Linked DNA regions of Mus musculus: region 1 is linked to region 2. Evidence: chromatin contacts called from public promoter capture Hi-C data. All regions are on one chromosome and are shown on one strand. Each heading gives the region's core, a stretch centred on a gene start, on an enhancer-like site or on the middle of the called end of the contact. The rest is flanking DNA. Distances are from core to core; before and after follow the strand shown. Region 1 holds the start of Ildr1 (immunoglobulin-like domain containing receptor 1). Region 2 overlaps Ccdc58 (coiled-coil domain containing 58).

The links. Promoter capture Hi-C pulls out the DNA fragments that hold promoters and counts their contacts.
Region 1: a promoter capture Hi-C map of liver shows a contact between it and region 2, with 3 times the contacts expected there. The contact joins the promoter of Ildr1 here to the enhancer-like site in region 2. A contact is called at or near these places in 13 of 39 promoter capture datasets (the 3T3-L1 cell line, 3T3-L1-derived adipocytes, the C10 cell line and 8 more), 1 of 484 Hi-C or Micro-C datasets (embryonic stem cells), 2 of 115 datasets of contacts at active chromatin or transcription factors (both in embryonic stem cells) and 1 of 9 other capture datasets (embryonic stem cells).

Annotation. Positions count from the first base shown.
Region 1 is chr16:36,692,137-36,698,353 of GRCm38.p6, reverse strand. Ildr1 (immunoglobulin-like domain containing receptor 1) reads right to left here and starts at 4,376. Exons shown (of 8, transcript NM_001285788.1): 1 at 4,140-4,376. The coding sequence starts at 4,194.
Region 2 is chr16:36,086,792-36,092,214 of GRCm38.p6, reverse strand. Ccdc58 (coiled-coil domain containing 58) reads right to left here. Exons shown (of 5, transcript NM_198645.2): 4 at 2,255-2,314; 5 at 97-381. The coding sequence ends at 331. Among named protein-coding and RNA genes, the nearest start is that of Gm41450, 13 kb to the left of the region's middle. Within about 2 kb of position 2,129, at least 12 of the 459 cell types and tissues checked have an H3K27ac peak or open chromatin away from gene starts, as enhancers often do. A contact at or near this core is called in liver, where this site is marked.

The DNA of each region.
Region 1 (6,217 bases), core at 3,127-5,626, 600 kb before region 2:
AAGCATGATCCACCCGTCCACCCTGGCACCTACAGGAAATCACTCATGCTTTGTCTAGTGATCTTATCCCCCGTGTCAGTTGTAGGATTTCCCAAATCGTAAGAATATGGCTGGACAGCTGATGGTTCTGTAAAGTACCAATACAACTCTTCTACAAGTGGGGCATAGAAGCAGTTGCCTTTCATCCCAGCACTCTGAAGGCAGAGGCAGGTGGATCTCTTTGAGGACAGCCTAGTTTACACAGAGAGCTCCAAGACAGCCAGGGCTATATAGAGAGACCTTGTCTCAATCAACAAACAAACAAAAACAAAACAAAACAAAATAAACCAAAAAAAATCAAAACAAAAAACCTTTTTACAAAAGCGCAAATGACAGGAATTTCTTTAGGCACGAGAGGGAAGCTAAACTTGACTCTAAAAATGAACTCAGAGAATGGACGAAAGCAAGAGAACTATGAGCCAATACTGCTGAATGGCTGCTGTGCTTATTTTAGCCTCGCTTAATACCTTACTTTAGGGAACAAGAATTGAGATATCATTTATGTGATTAAAAAAATTCTTCCTAAAAATGACTTCTAAGAATAGCAAAAGATCCCACAACTGGCAAGTGATCTTTACAGAGCTCAGGGCCCAGTGATGGGAACTTCACAAGACTCCCTGACCTTAGCACCTTCCTCTGGAACTTCACAATTCTATCGCTGGTCTGTGCGGCACAACTGTGGAAACTCAGATGCTAATCAGGGGCTTGGCTTGACGCTTCTCAACAAGCAAAATGGAACAAGTCGCCAGACCACAAAGGAACTCACTTAAGTGCAGGGGTTTCCAATAAGTGCGTTGCAATTGGAATAGCTGGTCTTCAGAAAACCGACTCAACGGTTGCCTAGTCAACAGTTTTTGTGTGCAGATTATCGTCTCTGAGTTTTAACATCAATAATACTTCATGCTAGTTATCATTTTATCTGACACAGTAACAGAATTTTGTGAACCTTTTGTTTCTATATTATAACCCTTACATATGTCTACACGCTGCTGTACTGTCACACACATATGTCCTCTGACTGTAAGTTGTGGGAGAGTTTTTGATAAGCATTGTTTTTGTAAGACTCTGCAAACAAGTAATGTCTCTACAGTTTTATCTGAAAGGTATTTTGTGATGTTTAGTTTAAAAATAAGGAAAAAGGTAAAGACTGGGGAAATGGGCTCATTCCTAGGATTTCTTGAGGGGGTGCAATGCCATAGCTATTGTGTTTGAATGGAAGCCACACAAAAAGAGATGGTCTGGCTGGGTGTATGGGCAGCAATGGTGGGAAGGACTAAATTTACATATTTTCTCAATGAAAACAGTTGAAGCAACTCACCCAAAGTTATGAGTATTCAGAGGCAGAGTTTGAAGTCTAACTACACAGTCACTGCTATAGCTTGGGCTTGGAGTGTTTCCCAAAGGCCCAAGTGTTAAAGATTTGGACCCAGTTTGGCACCATTGAGAGGTGCTAGAACATTCAATAGATGGGGGCCTCGAGGAAGGTAATTGGAAAGTGGCCTCAAGGAACATATTGGGACCCCGGTCCTATCCTGTTGCTCTGTCACTATTCTTAGCCACCTTGAAGAGGGCAGCCTCTTCTACCATGTGACCCTATGTGAATTCACTGCCTGATCACAGCCCCCAAAGCAATGAGGCCAACCAACCATGGACTGAGAATTCTAAGATTGTGAGCCAAGATAAACCTTTCCTCTTTTCAACTTGATTGCCTCAGTTATTTTGTTATAGTAACAGCCATCTCACTGTTCCTTGTGTTTCCTAGCCACAAAAGAAGAACAAGTAAGTTTCTTCAAGCTTAGCTTTAAACAGTCTTACTTGGGTCCAAATCATAGCTAGTCCTATCACCATGGTTAAGGCCTCCTTCATTTTGTACAAGCAGTATATAGAGTACTTTTAAGCCTTTTAATTAATTCTTACAAAAACTGTATGAAATGATATTATTATCCATGTTTACTGCAGGCTTTAAAGAGTTCAGTAAATTACCAGAGTCACACAGACATCTATTATACAAACTCAAAAAAGCATCATCTAGAGCAGCAGTTCTCCACCTTCCTAATGCTGCGACCCTTCAATACAGTTCCTCATGTTGTGCGGACCCCCAACCATAAAATTATTTCGTTGCTACTTCATAACTATAATTTTGCTACTGTTATGAATCATAATATGAATATCAGTGTTTTTGATGGTCTTAGGCGACCCCTGTGAAAGGGTCATTTGATCGCCAAGAGAGTCTCAACCCACAGGCTGAGAATCACTGGTCCATAGAGCAGATGCAGTATTACTGATGGCACGCCACATAGTCAGGGACAATATCTGTCAAAGTAGCTATTTCCCCTCAGAGTGCCGGGGTCTCAGTTTCTCATCTGTGAAATGAAAGTGAACCTGGATAATCATTGTAGACTTCACTTTCCACACTCTGGTAAAACACCGACCAACTTCCACTTAGGGAAGACCAGGCTAGCACCACACCCTGTAATATTGTCGTGTCTCAAGGGCCTAGCGACTAACATCATGTGGCTGGCTCAGAGACTTGGAGCCATGCTTTTTACAGTTAGTGTGTTGGATACTCTAGTATATATTTGGCTATAGTGGCTGTATTTTTTTAATGCCCATTGAAAATGTTCAAACAAACAAAAACAAAAAAACTGGGCAGTTTAAAATATTTAGGGCACCAGGGTTTATACCCTGACAGGTTCTTCATCTGCAGGCATTCTTGTTCTGTCTAGAAGACTGACTGCTCCATCAGAAGACCCAGGTTGGGAAACATGATGTCAGGGGCTGATGGAAGCAGACCTCTATTTTCCTAAGGCAGCTCAAACAGGAATTTTGTCCCCAGCTGCCACAGACTTGGAGAAGAAAAATTCAACATACTGGAGAAAAGACTGTAGATAACTCCAGAATTCTTACAAATTTGCACTTAGGGTCTAAGTTGGTTAACTATTCTGGTGGTGTTTGAGTACCTAAAGCCTAACGAGGCTACACATGCTTCCTGTCCACTGTGTACGTTCAGCATCTAGTTGTTAGCTTTAGACATCTTATAAAGCCTCCGTCTGGCCAAACAAGTTGAAAGCCAGCCTGCCACAGGAATGCTGCCTTTTCTCGGTTCCCTACCCTTTTGCAACCCTCCCTCCTTTTATTCCCAACATTAAGCTCTGGTAGACTCTAGTTTCCGTGAGATTTGATTACATCTGAGCAACTCTCTAGCTCATAGAAAGGGCATTCTGCCTCCATTTTCATATTACATCTGCCTGGACGAACCATTGAAGCTTCCAATTGGTCGGCGAGCAAACTGATATTCCCAAAGGGGAGCAAGTGGGAAGTGAGTCGGAATAAAACTGGGTGGACCGTCCAAAGGAAATGAAAATTCTTGTTTGCAGAGTCACAGCTACAGGCTAATGTGAACAGAGCCCAGAGAGCCTTCCCTTCTCTCTCCTTTCCTATTCGGCCTCACTCACAGACAAGACCTTTTGCCCTGTTTCCAAGAGGTACCTTAAGACATTCAGATTCTGAGTGAGACCCTTAGTGTGGAGGTAGAAAGAAAGGTGCAGGGCAGCCGGACGGGCTGATAAAGAGGAGGTGGACGCAAAAAGGAGGAAAATATCAAATGACAGGTACTAGCGGATGGCCTGTAAGAGACTCAAATTTATGCCCAACACTCCTTCATACACTACCGACGCAATCTAACTTGTCAGGAAAGAATAAATGTACTCTGGGCCAAAATGGTTGTCGTCGCATCTACACTCTGAAAGCAAGTTTGACACGGGGTAAAGGACAGGGAAAGGGGTATTAAGAAGTTGAAGAATGGTGATTTCGCCTGTATAGATTCGGTTTTAGGCATCAAGCATCTAACAACACCTGTTGGGGCGTAAATCCAAAGGCTGGGGTTTCTTTTTGATTGCATGTTTCCGAAGGCCCTGGGCTAATAAAGGAAGAAAACAACAGGTTCCCACTGGCCGACTCTCGATCCGGCCCCTGCACCTCCCGGTGCCAGGAGCTACCCAAGTGCACCGCCCCGCGGGTGGCCGGCTCTGCAGGGCCAGGCAAATGGCTTCCTGTCTCGTGTGGCCCCGGATGGGACTCCCCCTTTTTTCAGGGCTCACCTGCTGGGAGCCAGGTGAAGAGGAGCAGGCCAGCAGCGAGCAATCCGCAGCCCATGCTGGCCCCCTCGCTGGCTACAGAGGCTCAAGGGCCCCGGAGAGGCGAGTCTTTCTTCATCAGCCGCCGGCCAGGACACGCATCTCCGAGGAGCCCGTAGGTCGAACTATGCGACGGGAGCGTCCCCTCTGGCCCCCACAGGTACGGCCCAGCCCACCGGTACCTGAGGCTCTCTGAGCTCCGCCCCAGCCCAGGGCTGTCTCGGTTTCCTGCTCCGCCCCGGCTTGGGGACCGCAAGCCTCCGCCCTACCTGTCACAGGCTGCCAGGTGACCCATCTCCGCAGGAAACAGAGCCTCTAGCCGTCTCCGTCTGCGCGCGCGGAGGAACTTGTCACTGGCTCCCCTAATTTCTAAGTCACCCTCACCCCTTGCAATTCTTTCCTGGTTCTAGAATTACGTGGCTGCAACTTCTTAGGGAGTAGTATTTCTCGTTGATGCACCTCTCTGTCTCTCTGTCTCTCTCTGTCTCTCTGTCTCTCTCTCCCTCCCCCTCTGTCTCTCTCTCTCTCTCTCTCCCCCTCCCTTTCACACACACACACACACACACACACACACACACACACACACACACACACTGAAAATACACTTCTGTACACTTCTGATGTTTATACCTAATGTCTTCTTGTCTTTCTTTATTCAAACTAAAGATTCTAAAAAGTAGAGCAGGAACCAGAGACCGCAAATTTATTTTTCCACGCTTATAAAATGAACACATGCTCACAGGAAAATAGGGAAAGTGTAATGGAGAAAGAAAGACCCTCTCTCACTGTACATAGATTCGGTTAGTGGTGATGTATTTTTTCCTTAGGTTTTCCACCCATCTTTCCTCGTAGCTCAGCAACCATGCACAGATCTCAGATAGCTCAAGACCAAGGTTTAGACCTTTGACCCAGTGAGGACAACTAGTTCTCTTAGCCACCATACCCAGTCTTTAGTGTTCCTTGGCAGGAAGTGAGTAGGGCCATGGGAATTTATAACTACTAAAAGAAAGGGGAGAAAGGCAAAGTGGCCTTATCAAACCAATCAAGACATTAACTTGGAAAGTCACGCATATTCTGGGCAATGTAAATAGATAGCAAGGCAGTTTACACACTCTTTCCTTATAGGGATTTTCATTGTCTGCTATATTCTCCTGTAAGAAGATTGTTCCTCCTTTCACCTCTCCCACCTCCAGCCTCCCCTGCCCATCACCTGCTTCAAGAATAGCATTATAAAGTGCTATTAAACAGAGCTCAGGAGGCCTCCACCCTGGTCACTGAACAGGATGCAGCTATTATTTCTCAAGAGCACCTACCTCTCTTGTCTTGCTAGGCTTTCAAGGACACTCTCTTCACTGTTGCTGCTAGTGTTCTCTATCCCCTTCCTAGCCAATGAAGCAGGCTTGTCCTAGATCTGTAGAAACACACACACACACACACACACACACACACACACACACACACACACACACACGCTTCTGGGTTAGTCCTCTGGTCCCCTCAATGGGCCTCTTCACTTTAAATATTTTTCCTATAGTCTCTTTACTTCCAGAAAATAGGAAGTAAATTCAGGAAGTATGTGGCCAAAGGCAGGTTATGAAGAGTGTGTAGGAGCCACTCTGGCTCTTTCAGGGTAGAAAACATCATGGCAGCAGGAGGAGGCATTACTTTGCAGGGTGTGTGGGGGGGGGTGTGGGGGTCTTGTTCCATACTCTCCAGAGACCCTGCATATGTTCCTAGGAACACTAGTCATGTCAGATGTCTGTGACAGGAAGGGATTTAGGGATTGTGTGGCTTCTGGGTTTTGGCACTGTCCTCAGTAATTTTCAACCCCAGTCTAAAGTACTCTAGTTCTCCTCTTAGCTCACCTACCTCCTAAACCTCTCAGGCCTTACTTTGGTAGAAGGACATTTTAGTGCTCATCTAAGCAAGCATTTCTCCATTTTCTTTCCTCAGGGTTTAACAGATAGTAATAAGTGGGAGTGGGGCTGACTGAGCTGTGGCCTCACGACCGAGGTCTGAGCTGTGAGCTCATCAGTTATAAG
Region 2 (5,423 bases), core at 880-3,379:
CTATAGCCCCACCCATGCCAATAAACTCAGGCAGGCATAATGACATAGAAACTCTGTACAAACTCTCAACTTGTAAAGTCACCAAATAAATATGTACACAGAGTCAGAAAATTATTTTAATAGTTACAAAACATTTTTTACAGAATCAGTATAAAATAGCAATTGATTATTTTATAATTATGAGAATTAGACTTGAGGTCTTGGCTGAATGGGGCTGAACCAACCAAAGGTCTCAGCCTGCTGGCTCAGAGACCACCCTCAGAACCTGGCCCTGCTGACATCTGTCATGCCCAGGCGATGAGATGACCGAGTCTTAAAAAAACTCTCTCTCTACTCATTCTTTGGAGGCTTGAAGTGAACTCGGCAGCGTTCATTAAACACCTAAGATATTCAAACAGAAACAAAAGTCACCCAGATATCCTGTATAAATCAGCCTGGATATAAATTCAGATCAACAGAATTGGAGTATGTTACCATGATGTAGGGTTCGGAAACAGTAAGTCTCTTTAGCACACCAAATTAAGCATAATGTATACCTTGGTAACATTCAGTAGACAATGTCAGCACCCATTTGCTGGCTGGACCTGTCTTCTGCTAAATTATGTGTATTTGTGTATTTCTTGTTTTGATCACCTTGCTTCCAAAAATTTGAAACAACATCTCAGAAATGTCGAGAAAGCCTTTAGACTAAATGGGGCTAGTTACAGAAAGTTCTTGGTAGAAGAATTCAGAGGGGTCAACGGTGTAAAAAGGATAAGGAAGCGATTAACATTCTTATGTGAGAAGACTTCTGATGTGCGTTAAAGAACACATACACATTCATCATACTTCTGTGACAAAGGAAACTCAATACAAGGAGCAAGCCGCCGGCACGTGAAAGCACATCCCTCCCTCCAAGCGGAAGACCTCACAGCAGAGGCAGATGCTCACTGCACACCCGTCAATGGTTTGAATTTGCATTTTGAGGCAGGGTCTTGCTTTGTGGTTTATACTGGCCTTGAACTTGCTATTTGTTTGGCTTGGCCTGAAACTCACAATCCTCCTGCTGTAGCCTCCTGAGTTATGGGCCACCATGCCTGGCTAAGTTTTGACTTTTCTGTGGGCTAATGATAGAATAATACTCTCTTGATGCCTAAGCGCAGCCCACTGCTAAGTGTCCTGAGAACACTTGGGTCTCCTGGGATGTAATCCCAGCATACTGAAGAGCACCTGGATATCACATCCAAAAGGTTCCACTCTATCACACTTGGCGTGTTCCAAAATCCTCTGGACAGCCTCTCGAAAGCCAGACATTCACCACACCCCTTTCACATCAGCCCCAGAGTAAATTATCTTCTTCAGAGAATGTATGAATATACAATCATTGCCAAACCTTCCAAGGAGCACAGCCCTCAAGCTGATAGAAGGACAAGTTCAGGCTACATTTTGGCCAGGAAGACAGGATAAAGAAATGCCATAAGACACTCAATTTATAGTCTGTAATTTGGTCATGTCTTCGCATGCTGTGAGTCTTTTTAAATTTAATGACACAGTAAAAAAAAAGGTGACTACAAGTAGGTAGAGGATGATTTCACTCACGACTTTAAAAACAGTTAACAAGCCTGGCCATGCATATGAAATCTGGAAGGTCACACAGCAAGACACCAGCATCGCTCTGCTTAACGACTGCTTTGCTTTGCTTTTATTTCTTTTCTTTCTCTTTCTTCCTTGTTTGTGAACATTGTGAAACAAAATTATTTCTGCAACCAAAGCTCCTGACGAGATAAGCAATTATTAAATGCCAGAAGTCAGTCAGTGCCCAGCGGCTAATATTTAACCCTAATGAGACCTAGAGGAGAGTGGGGGAGCTAAGTCTGCCTGCTCTTTCCTTCTCCTTAGTGTTCCCTGTGTAACTGCATTCAATGAGACTCCATGAATATTAACCGACACAATTGCAGAATAATGCTGGCAACTTTGTTTTTATGAAAAGTAACTACACAAAAGGCTAAGTTTAACAAATAACCTCTTTGAAAGTTCTCTTTACTACAGTAAAAACTCTGAATGTTAACCATATACAGTTAGTGTTAGGAGATACAAAGAACGTATCTAACCCCCCTCTGTAGGTCACAGATCCTCTGAAGTTAACAGCACTCACACCCTCAGCGTTGCTGGGGTTCTTTGTTCTCAGAGCCTGCCTGCACTGCCCTCCCCTGGTTGTCTCCTGCTTGTTCAGTTTTTCTCCTATTTCTCTATAAAAATCAACATTATTTCCTACCTTCCAGCTCCTGTCATTTACCACTTCTTCGACATTTAGTTCTGACTGCATCCATTTCAACTGCAAGAGAAAAATAGGAATTCTGAACTGTAAAGAGTTAAAACTATAGCACCCAGTGCTGGAGGAATGGTGATAGGGTAGATACAGGCAGATCCTGGGGACCTGCTGGCCAGCCAATTTAGCTAACACTGCAAGCTCCCACATGAGTGAGACCCTGCCTCAAAAAATAAGCTGGAGAAGTGATTGAGGAAGACATCCCGACATAACCTCTGGCCTCACGTACACCAGCGCAGAAGACCATACCCCACCCCCCATATGTACTCATATACAACATAAAGAGAAAATCAATTTTTACAAAGCATATGTAATGTGCATTAATTAGTAAGCTGTCATTTTTGTTTGAGCTCTCTGAGACACTGGCCCTGGAAGCACTGTCCCTCCACAATTCAGACCCAAGCATGCCTGTCTCAAGGCGTCCTCCAAGGCCCTGTGTCTAGGGATGAGCTGGCCCTACTCACTCTGTGACAGGGAGGAAAAGAGCAGCAAACCAGCTCAAGAATAAAATTTCCCTGAAAACTAGGAAGCACGGCATTTCTAATGGACATCACCACTGCTTCTATCAGACAGAAACACGCCTCCAAGGGAAGGAGGCCAGAAGTTCAGCTACAGGAAGCTCATCCACGGAGAGAAAGCTCACCGGAACTGCCAGCTGACTGCCTCCCCGTTAGGATGTTATTCCACCCGGAAGCCTCACCCAGGGGACACTGGCCTGCCTGGGACTCCTAGTGGAGCTTTCCCCAGCCAATTCCTGCTAGATAATTCAAGAACCCAAATCAATGGTGTTCCACATGGGGAATGTTAAGACCTGTGCTGGAGGAAGCGAGGATGTACCCAAGGAAAGCAGGCCTCCCATGTGCCTACTGTTGATCAAGGCGGAAACACCTTCTGTGCCTGACACTGTGGTTACAGGTTAGCATGAAGGCAAGCAAGCCTTTTCAGCTCTCTTCTGCCTTCTCTTGTCGACAAAACACCAACTACTAAAGGTCACTGACATCTCTGTAGGTGTTTGTCGGGATATAAAATGTCTCTAATTCTCAATTTTGTGTGACCTCTGCCCCTGGAGCAGTGAGGTATAAAAATCAAAGATGTTAAGAAGTTTGTTTAAGACTTGCAACAGACAGAAAAAAAGAAAAACAGAAAATTGATACCAATAGAGTACAGTCTTATTTTGCTACATTGTGCCTTATATATATAATTTTAATTCAGTTCTCATTTAAAGAAACAAAAACAGTAAGTAGGTAAGAAAGAGGTGGAAAATATGAGATAATTTTTGATAAGAAAGGTTAGAAAGAACTTACTTTGTTCTCTTACTATAAAACCTCTATGAAAATGCTTCCGTGAAGCATGGAGCTTGGGGTGATCTAGTTTGGTGTTTCCAGGCCACGGTCACTCACATTTGGCTCCAGAATAAGCTAGCTCATATTTGAAAAGGGGTGGGGTGAGAATGAATATGTTTTAGATAAAAAGGATTTTATATAGTAAGAAATAAAATGCCTGGAATTTTCCAAATAGAAACTATTAAAAAAAAACAAAAAACAAAAACCAGAGCCCTAACATATAAATGGCTAGAGTAGGTTGTACAAAGTTTGTGGAGGGTGAGATTGAAGATGGTATGCTTGACAATTAAGTTATTAAAATGCCTAGCCACTTCCTAACTTGTGACTTCAGAGCTACCACTTCAAGTCCCTGCATCCTCAGTGAATGAGGAAGGCCTGGAACATTGAAGGACTCTTTCAGATTCCATAACCTCACTTGGAAGATAAACAGCTGTAGTATTTCCTCCTCTGCTACAGCACAGTCAGCTGCCCTCGCTGGCTGCGAAGCAAGCCTTACATTGCTCTCTGCTTCCTTCCGATGCCCCTCCCTGCAGTCCATGTGGCTGTGCCTTCCAGGCACTAAGGGCAAGGGGCAGATATGAGGGCTGAGCAAACAGAGACATAATCACTCCCAATACCAGGGCTCTCCTGGACTCTGCACCTCACTAGCAATGGTAGCCAACTCTGACTTTTCAGTATGACTTAGCAGTTCTGCCTCACACCCCGTCAACATTGGTAACAAATCCAGGAAGTAAGGGTAACATGGCTGCTGCACTGCTCACACCATCGCTGGTTAGGATCCACTGGGCTGATCCGGACAGCACAGCCTGTCTTCCCTCCATCACTAGTGAAGCTAGTGGATTAGCTGGAAAGGATGGCCTTTCCTCATAGTGAAGGACAGGGTTGCAGTCATGCTCTCAAGAAATAGAAAGCTCGGAGCTACTTAGACCCTGACCAGTTGTACAAACTAACCTACAAACAACCCTGAACATCACGGGGAAGAACAAGGCCTATTTAAACATGTTCACCACCTGGAGACTCCGTCACTGCCCGGTGAATAAACAAGTATGCAGCAGAGACCTAAGCAGTACTCACGGAGAGAGACATAAACACCGGGTTGAGGCTGCATCCAGGGAGTCACTGAGTTAGCAGAACAGCTGAGAAAGCACAGTAGCCCTGCCTACTTGCTGTGTGACCCTGTGCATCTGGTTACACCTGCTAAACAAACCCCAAGCTCCACACTACTTACTTACATTGCCTTTCCAGTCATCTGACACACAAGCCCACTGTGCTATCTGAAACAGACAACAATATTGATTGATCTGATGACCTGAGTTGAATCCCAGGAACTCCTGTGTTGGAAGAAAATAGAACCAGCTCCTCCAAGTGGTCCTCTGACCTACACACACACACACACACACACACACACACACACACACACACACACAAATACACGGAAAAACAAGAAATTATAAATTTAAGGGTAAAAGGATACAAGTGCTCGAAATCATTCTAGAGAAGAGCAGCCTGTGTATTCAGGAGAGAGGGAAAGGAGGGAGATGAAGAGACTGAAGCAGGGAAACAAGGAACCACGGGGAGCTCTGCGTGGGAGAGCTTTACACTGCTTTGCAGCTTTTCTCTTAACGTTTGAAATTAGACAAAATTAAAATGATACCTCAAAGTTCCCTAAAAAAAGATGGCAATGTATTATATGGAACAAAATGTAGCCAGCCCTCTATATGATCTATGAATTTAAACAAATGGGGATCAAAAATATTTGGGATGAAAACTTC